2 separate regions of the Mus musculus genome follow, and region 2 is linked to region 1. A link is a contact called in public Hi-C data. All regions are on one chromosome and are shown on one strand. Each heading gives the region's core, a stretch centred on a gene start, on an enhancer-like site or on the middle of the called end of the contact. The rest is flanking DNA. Distances are from core to core; before and after follow the strand shown.

Region 1 (2,700 bases), core at 103-2,602:
AATTTGGTTTGTTTTATTTATTTCTTTACCTATTTATTTATGATCGTTTGTTTGAGACGGGGTCTTATATTTAGCCTTTGCTGATCTGGAACTTGCTCTGTAGACCAGTTTCCCCTGGAACTCACAGAGATCTGCCTGTCTCTGCCTCCTGAATTCTAGGATCAAAGGTATGTGCCACCCCACCTGGCTAAGGTTCTATATTTTGAAGTTTGAATCTTGTGTATGCAGAGATAAGAAACTGAATTTGGGCTGGGGAGGTGACTGCCAGTAACATGCTTGTGGTGCAAGCCTGGGGACCTCACTTTGATTTCCAGAACCCATATAAAAACAAGTGGTGTATACCAGTGTCTTAGGGCTTTATTGCTGTGAAGAGACACCATGACTAAGGCATGTCTTACATTTAATTGGGTTGGCTTACAGTTTCAGAGGTTCAGTCCATTATCATTGTGGCAGGAAGCATGGCAGTCTTCAGGCAGACATGGTGCTGGAGAAGGAGCTGAGAATTCTACTTCTTGATCTAAAGGCAGCCGTCAGGAGACTATCTTATGAGGCTGGAACTCCTGGGTGCACACTGAGTGGAGCTTAAGCCTAGGAGACCTCAAAGCTCACAGTGACTCACCCCCTCCAACAAGGCCACACCTACTTTAACAAGGCCACACCTCCTAATAGTTGTCACTCTGTGGGCCAGGCATTCAAACACAGGAGTCTTTGGGGGCCAAACCTATTCAAACCACCACAGCCTGTTACTACAGTATTGGCCAAGTAGAGACAGGAGAATGTTGAGGGCTGGCTGAATAGCCATTCAGTCTGAATCAGTGAACTACAGGTTTTGCTGAAAAAAAAAAGGTAGAGAGTGATTGTGCATTGCCTCAGCTTGTAGCTTCTGTGCGTGCACACATACAAGGGAGCTGAAATTTATATTTCAGTTTTGATATGAGGAAGTGATGTTTCCATTTTGAAACACTGTCATGGTTTTGCTATTAAGGAGAGAACTATCTGTGTATCTTGTGCATTTTCTCATGTTGCTTTCTGGAGGGGAAAGTCCATCCATCCATCCATCCATCCATCCATCCATCCATCCATCTATATGAACTTGCAGCCTTTGTTCTAAAAGTACCAGGGGCACACAGTGACACTAGAGTCCAAGTTATGCTGGTGTCCAGAGCCAGCTTTGAAGATCACATTTTTTTTTTTCTGGTCCTTTCTCCACCTCCTGTGTGTTCGAGGATAATCCCTAAAGCTGTTTTTCTAAATCAGCTTTCAAAACTGTCCATTCAGTTTTAATCTGTGTTCTAAAGAATAATGGCCAATCTGCTGGGAATGGAAATCCTCCAAACAGAAGCCTGAGAGAATGTGGAGGCTGAGAAGCAGCTGGTCCATCTGGAGGGTGCTACTCTGTATAGTTATCTAGGGCACCAAGTTTCTTTCCCCTTGATTTTCTCTTATTATCTAGGCTTTTCTTCTTGGCTGTTGAGTCAAAGCCAAGGCACTAACTCTAAGTTCAAGTCATATGACAGGCAAGAGGAGTACTTCAGGGAGGAAATTTCTTCGGAGGTCAGGCAGGGGCATCCTTCATACATCACTTTCCTTGTAAAGGACTTGGTCCTTGACAATGCTTAGCCTCACTTAAAAGGAGACTGGAAATGGTAGCTTTTTCTCATTGGTCAAGTGCTGAGGAAGAGGGGAAGAGTACCTTCCTTAAGCTGACAGGCACTTAGCCATTCACGCTGCAGTAGTGAACTGGTGCCTTGTGCGCCTTCAGGAGCTCACTCCAGCTCCAGGCGTCTGAGCACCTACATAGAAGCAGCACGGGCTACATTGTCAGTTCTTTGCCTAAAATTCTCCTTCTTTCTTCTTTCTTAATTTCAAAATGCAAGTTGCTGCATATTTCAGGGATTTAAAAAATTACAAGGAAGGAAGATAGAGAAATGCTCAATGCTTAAGAGGACTGGCTGCTCTTGTAGAAGACATGGGTTTGATTGCTTGCACCCACATGTAGCACAACCATCTATAACTGTAGTCCCAGGGGACCTGACACCTATTCTGACCTTCACAGGCACTGCATAAATGTACAGCACAGACACGGCTGCAGGCATTCCCACACACACATAGAAAATAAGTAATAAAATATTACCAGGGAAAGAGTGATGGGAAGTAGCTAACTCTTCAGATTCGAATTGAGCTTGCCAAAAATGGCCAGTTACACTTACAGTAGATAAACTATGAACTAAAATGGTCAGTTACACTTACAGTAGATAAACTATGAACTATGATGAAGCTGTATGAAAATGCCAGCTGTCCCTGGCGATGTGTCCTGTGGATCACTGTCATGCGTTATGGCTTAGGCTTACTGTGCTTTATGCTTACTATGGTACACTGATGGCCACCATCAAGCTGGTTCATTCTCTGGTGTCCACTGTGATGTGAAGTGCACTGCCAGCCTCTGTCATGCTGTTGCCTTCTCTGATGTCACAGTGATGTGCACTGCTGGCCAACATCATGCTATTAGTCTCTCTTGTAGACCTCCTTCATCTCATATTTCTCCTTTCACTACTTCCCTTTTAACCTTCCTTTCCTTTCCTTTCCTTTCCTTTCCTTTCCTTTCCTTTCCTTTCCTTTCCTTTCCTTTTCTTTTCTTTTCTTTTCTTTCTTTTTTTCCTTCCCCTCTTCCCCTTCTTCCCTTTCTTCCCCTTCTTCCCC
Region 2 (2,700 bases), core at 71-2,570, 83 kb after region 1:
TTGATGATCCTTTGTCTGAAATGTGCAGTACCAGAGTGTTTTGACTTTTGGAATATTTGAAGATACGTTATAAAATATTTGAGTAGAACATCTGCGTCCCAACAGAATTCATTCAGCTTTCATATGCTCCTTGGTACTTTTAAACAGTAATTTTAGTACACATGCATTTTGACTGGAAACTGCTATGTGAGGTCAGGTGTGAAGTTTTCCACTTAGTGTTGTGTTGGCATTTAACAAATGAAAGAATTTGGAGTCTTTTGGGGTTTGGAGATTTGAGATAAGGATGCTTAACTTGCAAAGTATGATAACCTTGTGGTTAGCTTTCCACTAGATATGTAAGCTTCATGAAAACTGGGTCTCTGTATGTTCAACGTTGTGTCTTTGTCTTGTGGGATAGCATATAGAAGGCAATATTTTTTTGTTGCTATAAGCAAAGAAATGTTATGATTTTTTCTGATTTCATAACTAATAGAAGGCTTTAAAACATTTAGACTTAATCTTTGGAAATATATTTTTGGTAGACTATATACACAATGAGCCATCTGGTTCAGATAGGAATCTTTCACTGAGAATATGAAATGACTTCATGTCATCTAAGAACAAAGAGTGTTTGACCTGTGACAAAGAGTGTTTATACCCCATCCACAGAAAACTTTTTATGTTGATCATCAGGCACTCAGACCAGCTGATGTGAGCAGGTCAGGTACCGCAGGCACTGAGACCAGCTGGTGTGAGCAGTCAGGTACCACAGGCCATGTAGCTTGCCAGCCTCTAAGCTCTACGTCTGGTAGTCTGAGTGCTAGATTTCATACAGCCTACATGTGTGTGTTTAGTTTCTTAGTGTCATTTATTTTCTTATAATTGTGACTTTATTTACATGTAACTTTGCTGTCTTTTCTTTAACTTCATGCTATAATAATTGCTCAATTTTAAAAATTTTACAGCTCTGTGCACTGTTGGTTGAATAGTGCATATTGGATCTTTGGTCTGTCTTCATAAGTATGTTCTTGAATGTCGTACTTGAGAAGAATTTTTAATTATTATTGCTCTCATTGGGAAAGTATAATTCCTTATAGCCCTACCTACATAACTCTGAAGTTTATATATAGTGGATAAATAAACTCCATTGTTTATATATTCATTCAAGTGATGCAGTGGGGTTTCTTAAGACAGACATGAGCTAAAAAGAGATTGTCTTGTATTCTTACCTCTTCCTCTTCTCTCTTCTTTTGTCTGGAAAGTTTCCAAGGGCTGTATGGCAGTTCTCCTCCGGCAGGCTTGATTAGCAAGGGTATCGCTTGCCAAATGCTGGACAGTGCCGGGATCTGTGACGCAGCATTTATGGTCTTAGAAGCCATCTTCTAAGAAGCCAATCCCGCCCACCACACAATGCCATTGCTAGCTGGTGAAGGTTGCATGGCATGCTTGGGGAGCCCTGGTTTGTGGGTAGGGTTGCTGCAGGGGTCCGTTGGTTGTTGGACGTATGCACTCATTATGGCAGCGCCTCCTCTTTAGATAAGCATTTCCTTTGCTTCACGGTTCTTTTCTCAATAACAAAACTTTCCTTTTTAAAATTTAACTGAGATATTATAAAAGTAATTTGTTTCCACATTAACAAAGTATATTATGCTTTTCAACAGGACGTAAACTCTCTTAACTTAGAAAGACTTAAAATGCACTGTTCCCAGCCAGCGTCTGAAAGCTCGGGAGAACTGGCAATGTGGAGCTAAGCCTTGTTCTCACTCAGTCACTAATCTGCTGTAGCCCAGCCTTGTTCTCAGTCTCCAATCTGCTTTATGATCTACTCAGATCCTTGGTCTGTCCTTATTAAATACAAGTATTCGAATGCCTCCTAGTGGCATAGTGTTGGCTGTAATTAAGGAATTAAAAATAATGTTTATTGAAAGAGTGCTCTGAGAAACTGACAAAGCAACTGACACTGCAAGGCACGGGAGTGCTTCTGGCTTGGTATCAGAGTCTGAGTCAGACTGCGCTATTTGTCACATAACATTAATAAAACATCTCACTGGAAAATACATAATATACATGCAAAAGGTGATTGAAAATTGTAATGTTTTTATTTTAGATCACATTATCATAATTGATTTTTATTGAATAAAACTAATTTACACTTACATGTAGAACAGTGGTGCTGTTAATGAGATTTTGATTGCTTTGTGTCCATGTATTGTTTTAAATGTACTTATTGTGTATATATTTTGACTTCTTTTAAAATGACGGAGCTATTTTCTTATGTAAAGGATATGGTTCATTTTCATATAGTTTTAGAAAATTCTTCCTTTCAAGTTAACTAAATGGACTTCTTTGGGAACCTTAACACGGAGACTACCGGAAAATACTGACACAGTGAAAAAGAACACTGGATTAATTACGCCTTTAATCACCAAGAATATACTTTATAACTGTAATCATTTTAAAAATAAAAGCCTCATAGAAAATAATGTGAATGAAGATTAGTTAGGGAGAAAAAAAATGGTATCCCTTTGTTAAGCATTAAAATTCTTTTAATTAACTGCTTGCCAAAACACAACAATTAAAATGGCAATTACCTCTAAAGTAGCAACAGTAATTGCAGCTGCTGTGATATAAAGCTAGGAAACAAAATGTTAATCTGGAATGAGCAGTTTCAATATGAAATTATGATATACTTGGCTTCCTGCAGTACAGCTGTCAAGCTTG

The links. A called contact is a pair of places that touch in the nucleus more often than the background predicts.
Region 2: a contact with region 1 is called in a Hi-C map of ventral hippocampal neurons, with 1.7 times the contacts expected there. The contact joins two enhancer-like sites. A contact is called at or near these places in 1 of 15 datasets of contacts at CTCF or cohesin (the NIH/3T3 cell line), 7 of 484 Hi-C or Micro-C datasets (the AML12 cell line, bone marrow-derived macrophages, cerebral cortex and 4 more), 1 of 115 datasets of contacts at active chromatin or transcription factors (embryonic stem cells) and 1 of 9 other capture datasets (adipose tissue).

What each region holds. Positions count from the first base shown.
Region 1 is chr1:138,994,464-138,997,163 of GRCm38.p6, forward strand. All of the region lies in intron 2 of Dennd1b (DENN/MADD domain containing 1B), which reads left to right. Among named protein-coding and RNA genes, the nearest start is that of 4930596I21Rik, 18 kb to the left of the region's middle. Within about 2 kb of position 1,353, at least 16 of the 459 cell types and tissues checked have an H3K27ac peak or open chromatin away from gene starts, as enhancers often do. A contact at or near this core is called in ventral hippocampal neurons, where this site is marked.
Region 2 is chr1:139,077,886-139,080,585 of GRCm38.p6, forward strand. All of the region lies in intron 9 of Dennd1b (DENN/MADD domain containing 1B), which reads left to right. Among named protein-coding and RNA genes, the nearest start is that of Gm41960, 88 kb to the right of the region's middle. Within about 2 kb of position 1,321, at least 32 of the 459 cell types and tissues checked have an H3K27ac peak or open chromatin away from gene starts, as enhancers often do. A contact at or near this core is called in ventral hippocampal neurons, where this site is marked.